Linked DNA regions of Mus musculus: region 1 is linked to region 2. The links are chromatin contacts, called in public HiChIP or PLAC-seq maps. All regions are on one chromosome and are shown on one strand. The core of a region is the stretch at or near the end of the contact, and the rest is flanking DNA. Distances in the headings are between cores, read along the strand shown.

What was found. HiChIP or PLAC-seq counts read pairs in DNA pulled down with a chosen protein or histone mark.
Region 1: a contact with region 2 is called in an HNF4G HiChIP or PLAC-seq map of pancreatic cancer cells. The contact joins the promoter of Mark4 here to the promoter of Fosb in region 2. A contact is called at or near these places in 1 of 39 promoter capture datasets (cranial neural crest), 1 of 484 Hi-C or Micro-C datasets (bone marrow-derived macrophages), 2 of 115 datasets of contacts at active chromatin or transcription factors (embryonic stem cells and pancreatic cancer cells) and 1 of 9 other capture datasets (liver).

Annotation. Positions count from the first base shown.
Region 1 is chr7:19,454,272-19,460,843 of GRCm38.p6, reverse strand. It overlaps Mark4 (MAP/microtubule affinity regulating kinase 4), which reads left to right and starts at 2,001. Exons shown (of 17, transcript NM_172279.2): 1 at 2,001-2,400. The coding sequence starts at 2,350. It also overlaps the pseudogene Gm23099.
Region 2 is chr7:19,306,701-19,312,767 of GRCm38.p6, reverse strand. It overlaps Fosb (FBJ osteosarcoma oncogene B), which reads left to right and starts at 2,723. Exons shown (of 4, transcript NM_008036.2): 1 at 2,723-3,462; 2 at 5,328-5,648. The coding sequence starts at 3,337.

The DNA.
Region 1 (6,572 bases), core at 752-3,251, 150 kb before region 2:
GTGGAAGTGACTGCATAATCTGTGGTAGAGGAGTCTGTGTTCTCCAGTTAAAACAAAAGAAAAACAAACAATTCCCAGAACCAGAGACAACTGGGTGTGGTGCTCACACCTGCAGTCTCAGCCCTCCCTGAGGTGGAGGCAGGAGGATCAAGGCCAACCTCAATAGGAGAGCTTCCAGGAGGCCTGGGTTACATGATAACCAGTCTCAAATCAATTAATGCATAGGGTTGGCTGCGGAGGTGGGGTGAAGGCTCTTGCCTTTGAGGCTGGTGACCCAAGTTTGATCCTGGGGACCCACAGAGAGAGGAGACAGTTGACTTCCAAAACCTGTTCCCTCACCATCACACACATGCCCTGCTCCCCAAAATTAATAAATTGTTCAAGTATAATAAATAATCTGAGCTCTGCCACACTTACTCTCACTTTGGGCCTTTTCTTTACTTTTATAGCTTTTATGTTTACTTATGTTTTTGGGTGTTCTGCCTCGTGTGTGTGTGTGTGTGTGTGTGTGTGTGTGTGTGTGTGTACATGCACATAGTCACTGGGGAAGCCAGAAGAGGGTGTCAGGTCCCATAGACCTGCAGTTACAGATGGTTGTGAGCCACCATGTATGTGTGTGTGGGGGGTGGGGAGGGCTGGGAACTGAACCCAGGTCCTCTGGAAGAGTAGCCAGTGTTCCTAACTGCTGAGCCATTTCTCCAGCACCCACCCCCTCCCCCTGCCAATTTTTAATACAATTTGCTTAATTACATGTTTGCATAATTTAACTTTTAAAAATGTTCGTGCTTAATAGCTAGTCCTATGATCAGCTTGCTTGAGCTAGCTAGCACATGTCTGTTAACCTCTGTCTCTTTTGGCTTTCATTCTGTCTGGCAGGGTCTCATGTAGACCAGGCTAGTCTTGGACTCACTATGTACTTAAGGATGATCTAGAACTTCAGTCCTTCCAGGACCACTATGCCTGCAACGTCTAATTTTCACAAAGGGAAACTGAGGCTCAGGGAGAATTTCTAAGACAGCAAGACAATGGGCTCTGGACCAGGGTGATGCACTCCCTACACACACACACACACACAAGGCACTGTGTGTTCTCAGCACAGCCCTCTCCCCTCCCCCTCCAGTCTGTTTGCCCCTGCAAGTCAACACCTGTCTGGGCTTCCAGCTAGCCAGAGAGGCAACTGAGGCTCTCTCTCCTTCATTGTACAGACTGAGAAAGTGAGACCAGCCGGGGCTGCGGGTTATCTACCCTTACCCCACCAGGGGCTGAAGTTCAGGATGTCCTTGAACCCAGGGACTGGCTTCAATTTTGGCTTTTGTTTTCTGAGACAGGGTCTTGTTGTGTATGGTCTTGAACTCACAGCAATCCATTATCTCAACCTCCTGAGGGTCCGAATGACAGGTACACAGTTCTCTCTCTCTGTCTCTCTCTGTCTCTCTCTCTCTCTCTCTCTCTCTCTCTCTCTCTCTCTCTCTCTCTCTCTCTCTCTCTCTCTCTCTCTCTCTCTCTCCTTTCTTGCTGCTTCTCCTTTATTCCTGTCCTCGGCAGTCTTCCAGTCCTGGAGTTTCTCTTTGTCTCTTTCGTTCCCTCCCTCCGCCTTGGCATATGATTCTCTCTCCTCTCTCCTCTCTGTCTTTGTATCTGTGTCTCTGTCTCTCAGTCTCTGTGTGTCTGAGTGCCTCTGTGTCTCCCTGTCTCTGTCCCCTTTCTGTCCGTCCCTTTGTCTCTGTCCTTGGCTTCTCTGTCCCTCTTTGTGACTCTGCTTCTTCCTACCTCGTGTCTGTGTGTCCCCTTTCCCATCTCTCAACATCTCCCTCTGCTCTCTCCTCAGCAACTCTCTGCCCGTGACTCCGAGTCTCCTGTGAGAACTTGCTGGAGACCCGCACGCCCAGACCTGCCTCCGCCTCCAGAACCCCGGAGCCAGCCCAGGCCTGTACCTTTAAGGGCCGGCGGCAGGGGGCGGAGTTTAAACGGACCCCGCCCCTCCCGCCCCTCCCCCTGACGTCCCTTCCTCCCCGGCCCCTTGGTCGCCTCCCTCCGCCGCCGCCCCGGGCCGGCTCCGCGCCCCCTCCCCGGCCCCCGCCCGTGCACCCTCCCGCCTGCCCGCCGCCCAGATGGCGCCCCGGGTTCCCCTTGCACGGGGCCACTAGGACCCTCGGTGTCTTCTCCCCTCCCCCGTCCTGCCCTCTCTTGCTCTCGCTCTGCGAGGACTCGGGCGTCCACGGCGCCCAGCTTTTGAGCTCGCGTCCCCAGGTCGGCTGGGGGGGGGGAGGGGAAGAGAGGGGACCCCGGGATCCCCACCCCCCCCGCCCGGCCGCCCCTGTCCCTTTCCCTTCTGGGACCCCAGAGAAGATGTCTTCGAGGACGGCGCTGGCCCCGGGCAACGATCGAAACTCGGACACGGTGAGTGGGGCCCAGCCCCTTGGGGAGCCCTGCCTGAGTCCAGCCATAGAACCCCTCGCCCTCCCGGACCACTGACCCCGCCAGTCTCGACTCCTTTCCGGGCTCCACAGCCCAGACCAACGCTTCCCATGACTTTGAGGCCTCTCTGCTCCCTCCTCCCCACAGCCCCAGCCCAGCCCGACCCCTAGGGGCGCCCCTGTCTTTGGACTCTTCTCCGGTCCCTCTGCAGAACGCTTCCGCCCGGTCTCTTCCCTCCAGGAAGCCCCCTCCCCTGCCCGCCGGCAGCCCCTCCCTTCCTCGGCTGCCCCGGCTGTCCCCCGCTCGCCCGCTCGCCCGCAGCTTGGCCTCGACTCTTCCCGGATGGCACGGGCCCCTGTTCCCCGAAGCGCAGCCCTGTCTCCCCCCTCCCCCCTCAAGGCTCGACCCAGTCTGGCCCTGTTGTCCTCCCTGCTTCTTGCCGAGTTGGGGTGCTGGTTTCCCCTGCTACCCCTGGCCAGTCCCCAGCTCCGCCTGGGCTCCTGCTAGCTGCCTCCCCCAGGAAGCCAAACGGCACCTGGGCGCAGGGCCCTGCCCGCTTCCTTCAAGGTGTCTCCACTCCCTGGCCTGACCCTGCTGTGCCAGGTTGCCCTGTCCTTGGATCCTAGTCGCCTCTGGGGTCCCCTTGGTGGGACCCGTCCAGTCTTTCTAAGGGAAGCCTTGGCTTCCAACCCTGCGGGCTTCCTCCCATCCAAGACTAGGGTTCCAGGCCCCAGACTAGGCTGACTCTGGTCGCCTCCTGAGGCTCTCCCCAGTCTCACCTCCTCACCCCCTCCTCACACCCCCTGCTAACTCGAGCCCCCTTTCCTTGCTGGATGTTGGGCTTTCTGGAAGAAACCCCCCCTCCTCAGCTTTCTGCCCTCCACAGGCCCTAAGCCTTCCCCTCTCCCTTTACTCTGCCCTGCCTGGGCCTTTAGCCCTGACATCTGGGAGTTTACTGAGCCCAGATCCTCTGGTTCCCATGCCAGGGTCTTCCTCCCCTCACAGCCGAAGGACCCTGCTCCCCTCCCCTGCATTTCCTGTAATTCTGACAGCTTTCCAGGTGTCTAAAAGTCAGCTTACCGATTCCTTTTCCCTTATGCCGGCTCCTCCACCCGCCACCCTCTCACCACCTTCAGCGCAGAGCCCGGCCACACACTTTCTGTTTTTGGACAAGAGTTCCTCTAGGTAGACCAGGCTAGCCTTGAACTCATCAAGATCCACCTACCTCTGTCTCTCGAGTACAGCCTTAGGCCTTTATCTGTGTTTCTAATGCATATGGTAGATATCAGATAACGCCCCCTCTGCCCCTCTCCCCTGTTGGCTTAGGTTTCAAGTTGGAGGTTTCAACCAGGCCAGAGAGGTACATGGTTCCAGAGTCTTGGGTTCGAATGCTGCCTCCATGTGCCAGATTGCATTGTGTCTTCAGGCTATTGGCTCCCCTTCTCTGAGCCTGATTCCGGCCTTGGAAAGTATGTGTGTGTTGGAGGGGTGGGGGGTAACAACTTGAGTCCCGCAAAGAATTACCGGAGACATGTGGGTGAAGGATGGATGGTACATAGGCGGCGCTCATGGCTTTCGGTTGCTGGCATGACTGTGGGTCTGAGTCAGAAGGCGGTGTGTTCCCAACTACAGCTGTCATTAGTTGTCAGGCAAGCTCCCAGAGTCTGCTCCAGCCTCAGTTTCCTTGTAAGTGGGTTGATGGGGACACCTCCCTGACAGGGACTTCTTCAGGTCACATGTTGTGATTATCACTACCTTCATTATTCAAATAAACTCAGATTCACATCACACTACTGTGTGACCTCAGGCCAGTGACCTCGCCTCTCTGAGCCTCTTCCCTGCGTTCCTAAGATTGTTGGGGTGTGGTGGGGGTACTGAGATGGGTAGTTCTGTCCCCTGACTCCAGCCTATGAAGATAACTTTTGTCTTGTCTGGGGTGACGTCAGTCTCTTTCTGTAGTCTGAGTTTGCAGACCCCTCCCTGCTACCTGCTTACTGGGTGATACCCACATAGGGTCACATTCTTCTACACCAACTTCTAGAGCTGCGGAGACCAGGGCCAGCTTCCTTGTGTTCCCTAGCAACAGGCACGGTGTGGTGTTCAGGCACCAGTCGTCTGTCCGTCTGGAGGGATCCGGATCCGGGCCAGCTGGTAGTGCAGGCCAATTTTAGCTTCTGCCCCTGACCCCTGGGGGTTGTGTCATCCCCTGCCCCAGCTACACCCTTGCAGGGGTCCCTCAGCCATGCAGCCTTCAGTGGAGTGCCTTCCTGCATCTGAGGGAGCCCCCTGGCAACACCCAACAGGGGTTCTTCTCCAGGCTCCTAACTCAGCAGGGATCAGAGACCTTATCTTCCCATCTCTACCACCCGCCTGCTGCTCCCCGGGCCCTGAGCCATGAGCTGCGGTGGTGGCATCTGGGAGGATCAACACTCAGGAGCCTGAAGGGCTTTCCCTGCTTGAGCCTTGGGGAAACCTTCCAAGTCTGGGCTTGAGAATGGTCACTGTGGCTGGACCCACAGGAGCTGGGGAACAAGTGTCATAAGCCGGGGACAGGTGAGGGGTAGAGTACCAGTCTTGGGTAATCTTATTCTTTTTATTGGCTGGGCAAGGGGCCATACCATAGGCCGGGGATCTGCCCACAGTATCCACAGCACAGTACTGAGAGTTAAAGCCAAGGTTTCCCACATGCTAGGCAGGGGCTCTACCACTGAGCCATGCCCCCAGACCCTCACTGGGAGATTCTAGGCAGGGGCTCTACCACTGAGCCACACCCCCAGCCCCTCACTGGGGGATTCTAGGCAGGGGCTCTACCACTGAGCCACGCCCCCAGCCCCTCACTGGGGATTCTAGGCAGGGGCTCTACCACTGAGCCACGCCCCCAGCCCCTCACTGGGGATTCTAGGCAGGGGCTCTACCACTGAGCCACGCCCCAGCCCCTAATTAACAAGTCATCAGTTCTTTTACTTGTCTCTGAGGCAGCATCTCCCTGAGTTGCTCAGGCTGTCCTTGAACCCACTCCATTGTTCAGACAGACCTTGAATTTAAGGTTGTCTCTGCTTCCCAAGTAGCTGGGATGCCATGCCTGGTGGCCATGTCCTTGTGAGGAAGCTGGGTGCATGCGGCTGGCACCTATCTATCTCAGCCTTTCTTTCTCCCTCGTCTGCAGGGGTTCAGGACCTTCCTCACTGGGCTCTGTTGGGAGCTGAGTGTAGGTGAGGGGCCAGTTTATACAAGACCTGGCCGATGGTATCATCCTCTGCGTGAAAGCTGCATGGCAAGCAGGGGTGGTGGAGTGGAAGGCAGTGAGCTCAGCTACTTGGGAAACTGAGGCAGGAGGATTTCAAGTTTTCAAGACCTTATCTCAAAATTCAAATTAAAGTGAGGGCTGGGAGGTGGGACTGGGAGACAGCTCACTGGGTAAAAAGTGCTTACTGTGCCAGTATGAAGACCTGGGTTCAGATTCCAGCACCCACGTAAAAGCTGGGCATGGCGGAACATGCCTGTAACCCCAGCATTGGGTGGGGGGTGGGGCAATTAGAGATAGGCTGATAACAGGCGCTTGGGACCAGCCTGTCTAGCTGACATGGCAATCTCTGGGTTCAGTGAAGAGGGTGTGTTTCAGTGGAGGGTAATAGAGGAAAATGCCCAAAACTAACATTTGACCTCTATAGGTGAGCATACCTGCACACGCATACATATACAAAAAAGAAGTGGGTATTGGAGGCATAATGCAGTGATACAGCCCCTGCCTAGAATCTCCCAGTGAGGGGCTGGGGACGTGGCTCAGTGGTGGAGCCCCTGCCTAGAATCCCCCAGTGAGGGGCTGGGGGCGTGGCTCAGTGGTGGAGCCCCTGCCTAGAATCCCCCAGTGAGGAGCTGGGGGCATGGCTCAGTGGTGGAGCCCCTGCCTAGAATTCCCCAGGGAGGGGCTGGGGGCGTGGCTCAGTGGTAGAGCCCCTGCCTAGAATCCCCCAGTGAGGGTCTGGGGGGTGTGGCTCAGTGGAGGAGCCCCTGCCTAGAATCCCTCAATGAGGGGCTGGGGCATGGCTTAGTGGAGGAGCATTTCTCTAGTATGCGAGAACTGCACATAAAAAAGACACCACCGATCCCAGCACTTGGGAGGAGAGGCAGGGGCCAGCCTGGTCTACAGAGTG
Region 2 (6,067 bases), core at 1,474-3,973:
TTTAACCTCTGTGGGCATCAGGCACACACAGGGTGCACACACACACTCATACAAAGACCTAACAAAACAAAACCCCTCATACAGATAATATAAAATAAGTAATACTAAAAACAAAGCAAAACAAAATAAAAATAAACAATTAAAGTGCCTCTTTGCTTTCTTCTTTAGATTTTGGGCTGGACCAGGAGTTATGGAACAGTTTCCTCCAAGACTGAAACATTCCATCTGGCAGAGAAGTGCTTTAAACAGGAAGGCAAAAGACTCACAATAGGAAGTCCCTGAAACTGACCACATTTACTAAGCCCCTCCCTGCCAAAGTAAGCAATAAATTATGGCTAAGAGTCTCCCCACTCCTAAGATGGAAAGATGCCAAGCTGCAAAGGAGATCCTGACAACAGACCAGCTATTTGGAAGACTCAGAACCTAGCCAAGCTGCCTGCAAGAGGTTTAGACCAACTAAGACATCTGGAGAGAGCACCCTCCAATCTGTGGAGCAGTCTTCAGGCTCTGCAGGGTGCTCCAGGCTCCCAGCTTTGTAAGCTGTCACTCATGCTGGGGCGGGCTTGGGTGACGCAGCTGTCTTTGAGTGACTTCTCCCGTAAGTCACCCCTCACCCATGCACACTCCTGTAAGTAACTCTAATAGAAAATTCATCGGTTCAGCAAATTGGACTTTGGTCTCTTCTGAGCTGGCTCCCTGTCTAGGGTGAATGGACATGTGTGTGTGGCATCTCCCCTGGAAAAGTTTTCTTTCCCTAGGCTTGGCCTGGGGTCTCCCAGGCTTTTTGCAGTTGCTGGTGGCATCCTTCTTAGTGGGTACTTAAGAATCAGGACCCTGGCCAGCGATGCAGCAGCCGTTGGCAGAGGGCTCCCCTAGCATGCAGGAGGCCCCTGGATTACATCCCCAGTAATAAACCAGGCCTGGCGACAATATAGAGGTGAGAGCAAGATGTTCATTGTCATCCTTGGGTACATAGTAAATTCTAGTCTTTGTTTTAAAAACAAACAAACAAACAAACAAGCAGGACATAAGATCAGATATGCCTGGCATGGTGGAAGGTGCCTTTAACTCCAACACTCAAGAGGTAGAGGTCATCCTGGCCTACAGAATGAATTCCAGGCCAAAGGTGGTACATAATGAGACCCCATCTCAAAAACAGACAGAGAAAGGAGGAGGGCAAAGGGTAGAAAGAGGAGGGGATGTTCACAATAGGGGGAGGGGATGTTCACAATACGTGTATATATATTCTTTCCTTCTGGATGTGGATAGAACCCAGGACTTCACACATGCTAGACATTCATTCCACTTTAAGCTACATTCCCGCCCTCACATCCCCTTTTGTTTAAATCATTAATATTGATATTATTATTATTATTATTATTATTACTACATATGAGTACTGGTTGTTTTCTGTCTTTGCATGCATGTGGAGATCAGAGAACAATTTTTAGGAGTCATTTTTCTTCTTCCACCGTGAGTCCCAGGGATGGGACTCAGGTTGTCAGGTATGTGTAGCAAGCTCCTTTACCTGTGAACCATCTTGCTGGGGCTGATACCTGCTGATTGCTAAACACATGCCACCGATTATATTAATGCACTAGTATTTTATTTATTTATTTTTCGAGACAGGGTTTCTCTGTGTAGCCCTGGCTGTCCTGGAACTCACTCTGTAGAACAAGCTGGTTTCGAACTCACAGAGATCTCCCTGCTTCTGCTGGGATTAAAGATGTGTGCTGCTGCCGCAGCTGCCACCACCACCAGACACCACCAATTATTATTGTTCAATTATTATTGTATACACACTTTCTTTTCTGTCTCCTGAGCTAAGTGGGAAGGAGAGGCTTCCAACACCATCAAGCCTGAAGAACTCACCGGGTGTGGGTTCCTACCTGCTCCAATTCTGCAGGTCCCCCAGATTCAGGGACCCGGAAAAGCCACCTATCCTTTGCTTAGCTATGAGTACTGAAGTTTTAGATCAGGGAGGGAGCACATTTTCCAAGCTCACCGAGTCACACAGAATCCGTGACAAAGCTAGTGGGGAGGGGACTGCATCCTTACCCATCCCTACACCTGGAGATATCACAGACTCTCCAATTCCTCCTGAGCCTCAGTTTCCCCACCTAGACTGATTATACCCCTCTCGCCAGAATCTGCACTGGGGACCTTGCTCTTTTTCACCAGCAGGGGCGCTGCACCGGTTTGGGGAGGGTGGGGTCCCAGGGGTATAAGCAGACCTGGGATCTGGAGTTGCACCTTCTCCAACCCGGGTCAGCAGGGGCCTTCTGAGGGAGTTTAGGCGCCTGTCAATCTCAGCCTCCGGGACAGCGTGGAACTGCGCAGGCGCGGGCGGGTTCCGCACAGCGCAACAGCGGGCGCGCGCAGGAGCGAGGGATTCCCTCTGACGTAATTGCTAGGATACCAAACAAACACTGGGCCGCGCTGGCCGAGCTCCTTATATGGCTAATTGCGTCACAGGAACTCCGGGGAGGGCGGGGCGGGATCCCCTCCCGCGAAGCCCCTCAGAACGCAGCCTTGGGGACCCCCGAGACCCCCAGGGTCACACTATGGGCAGGTGGCAGGTGCACGAGGCCCTGGAGGGCGCCACAAGGAGCTCAGTCGGCGGGAAGGGAGAGTTTGGGAGGTTTGTGCATGGAGTTGCGGGTGACGCAAGCGCGGGGGCGGGTCCCGGAGGCATAAATTCAGCCCGGCAGCTCCCGGTTTCATTCATAAGACTGGAGCGGCTACGCCGGGGACACGCGGAGCCGGGGCTTGCTGGACTTGACTACTGGTGACTCTTTCTTTTTCTTCTTCTTGGAGGCCGTGAAAAATTTATATATATATATTTATATATATTTTTAAACTGGAGAGAAAGTTTTGTGGGTTTCCTTTTTGCAAGACTCTTTCTAGATCGTTCTTCCGATTCGTCCGGAGGATAGACTTTCTTTCTGTGGGCTTCTGGATCGCGCCCCTCTGCTCTCCCTCATTTCTTGGGACGCTTCGACAGGATTGGAACTGCATCTGAAGCGCACGCTGCACCGCGGCACTGCCCGGCGGGTTTCTGGGCGGGGAGCGATCCCCGCGTCGCCCCCCGTGAAACCGACAGAGCCTGGACTTTCAGGAGGTACAGCGGCGGTCTGAAGGGGATCTGGGATCTTGCAGAGGGAACTTGCATCGAAACTTGGGCAGTTCTCCGAACCGGAGACTAAGCTTCCCCGAGCAGCGCACTTTGGAGACGTGTCCGGTCTACTCCGGACTCGCATCTCATTCCACTCGGCCATAGCCTTGGCTTCCCGGCGACCTCAGCGTGGTCACAGGGGCCCCCCTGTGCCCAGGGAAATGTTTCAAGCTTTTCCCGGAGACTACGACTCCGGCTCCCGGTGTAGCTCATCACCCTCCGCCGAGTCTCAGTACCTGTCTTCGGTGGACTCCTTCGGCAGTCCACCCACCGCCGCCGCCTCCCAGGTAAGTTTTAGATCGTAAAGATTCTACTTTAGTGGTTGGGGGGGGGGGTGTTTCTTTCAGGCTAAAGTGTAGATTGAGCATCCTCTCAAATAGAGACGCGCCAAAACCCAGGATCTGGGATTGCAATAGTTCGGTTTGCACTTTGGTTTTTTGTTGTTTGCAAACTGCAAAGAATGGAGTGATGTTTGCAAAAGGTTATTTGCGCGGAGCGCGGGAAAGGAATGCAGCTGGGCAAACGTTGGCGATGCCCGGTGCAAAGTATATACCCGGTGGTTAGCAGAAGCTGAGAACTTTTAGCCGAAAGCCGGCTCCCTAAGCCGAAGCTAGGCAAGTAGGGGAAGAAAAAGAAACAAAAAATTCCAGAGAAGCTTCCAGGAGCCTCCTCCTCTTCCCTCTTCCTTCAAAACGCGGACTGCAAGTCCGCAGTCACCCTCCACCCAGCAAGAGTTAGGGCCTCGAACCCCGGTCACGCTGCCTCCGCCTCCTGCGCGGAGACGTAACGGGGGACCCGTGCGTAAAGGCTGACGCGCTGGAATCCTCCGTCTGACGCGGGGCACGCACAGCGCGCAGCGCCCCCTCCGCCCGCCCCGCCCCTGACGTCCCGGGCACGTTCTATTTTGGAACGCCGAGGCCACGTTGCTAAGGGAGGGGGCAGCGTGGCTTTGTGATTGGCTGTCGCGGCGCGAGCTTTAGCCAATCAGCGTTCCCTTCCTATTTGTAGAGCGTAGCTCCCTTCCTTGCTTTTTGTGGTTCTTCCCGTGCTGGGGGTCTCCAAGAGGGAGAGCTAGGGGATTCTTGTCGCGATCGGGGGACTCGTTGTCACCCCATGGGTCTGCGAGGACCTTGTGTGGACCTGGTCCTGTTGTCATAAGCTAGAGGCTTTTGGCTGAGTGTTAGCGCCTCTAAGGGGGAACTGAAGGCCTCATCCCTTCTCCAGGCACACATATACGTGCTCCCTGAGCTCTAGACACTCAGTCCTTCCGAGGTGTTCAAACACTAGATGAGCTAGCCTACGGAGAGGCAGCCAGGTGGTCTCTAAAAGGTCTGCCTTCCCTTAGTTCCCAGGGCTCTGATTGGCCAGGGATTCAGCCCTTCCCTCGCCACGCCCCCTAGAGTAGTTAAGCCTCTAGGATTCCACTTGCGGGAAGGGGGGGGGGGGGCGTGATGGACGCTTCTTGGGTTCGGGGACGCAGATCCTATGTCACCCCATCCCCTGCAAGACAGTCTGAGAGATTCTCGCTGTCACTTTTCTCTGCCTATCAGTTCACTGAAACCTGTCAGTCTCACTGGGGAAGAGACAGACACTCGGAAGGGATGCTCTCAACTCTTAGGCCGGTCCCCCAACACCGTTGGAACTGGGATCTCCGCCCCTGCGGGAGCCCTCATGCAGTGGGGGGTGTGTTTGTGTGTGAGTGGAGGAGAGGAAGGCTTGGGCTAAGGCCTCTCCCTCTCCCTCCCTCTGTGGTGGGGGTGGGGTGTTTTGGCTGTATGTGTGTGTGAATGTCTGTGGCTCCATCCCGGGAGGTTTGTCACCAGGTTCTGTCCAGCCTCCTCTCCCACCCACCCCCCCACACCTAAGAGTCACCAACCCGGGGTGTGATTCACCACCCGCTGGAACCGTGCAACCTTTCCCCGAGGAAGAAGGAGGAGGTAGAAGGCAGTTGAACAGAATCTCTCATTAACCACTGCGTCACGGTGTAGTGGAAGGGTGGGTGTTGTGGCTTTTTGCCTGTGACACACACATCCACACCCGCTCACCCTGTGCTCACTCACAGGGGTCGGTGTGTGTTATGTGTGTTGGGCGTGTGTGTGTCGGTGGCTTTGTTTGTGTGTCTACGCCTGTGTGTGTATGTCTCACCCCGTAGGAGTGCGCCGGTCTCGGGGAAATGCCCGGCTCCTTCGTGCCAACGGTCACCGCAATCACAACCAGCCAGGATCTTCAGTGGCTCGTGCAACCCACCCTCATCTCTTCCATGGCCCAGTCCCAGGGGCAGCCACTGGCCTCCCAGCCTCCAGCTGTTGACCCTTATGACATGCCAGGAACCAGCTACTCAACCCCAGGCCTGAGTGCCTACAGCACTGGCGGGGCAAGCGGAAGTGGTGGGCCTTCAACCAGCACAACCACCAGTGGACCTGTGTCTGCCCGTCCAGCCAGAGCCAGGCCTAGAAGACCCCGAGAAGAGACAGTAAGTATGAGGCCTCAGGAGTTGGGATGGAGGAGCCTAGCTAGGGATGTGGGCTCAGTTTGTACAGTGCTTGCTGCCATGCATGAAGATCCCTAGCACAGCATAAGCCAGGAGTGGTTATGCAGACCTGTAACCCCAGCTCTCAGAAGGTGGAGGCAGGAGGAGCAGGAGTTCGAGGCCAGCCTGTGCTACTTATGGAGTCCAGCCTGCACTGCAAGAGATCATTATTTTCAAAAGTTGGCCTTGGGGGGAGGTGGGTGAGGGAAGTAAGAGAAAGTGACAGTAATTTTGTCACTTAATAGTTGGAGGTTCCTCTGAGGCCTCAAGTCTGAAGGAACTTTACCATTCTGGCCAGTGAGGAGTAGGGGTTATTATTTGGGGTTCAGGAGGAAGGAGTTTTCTTAGGGCTGATAGAGGTA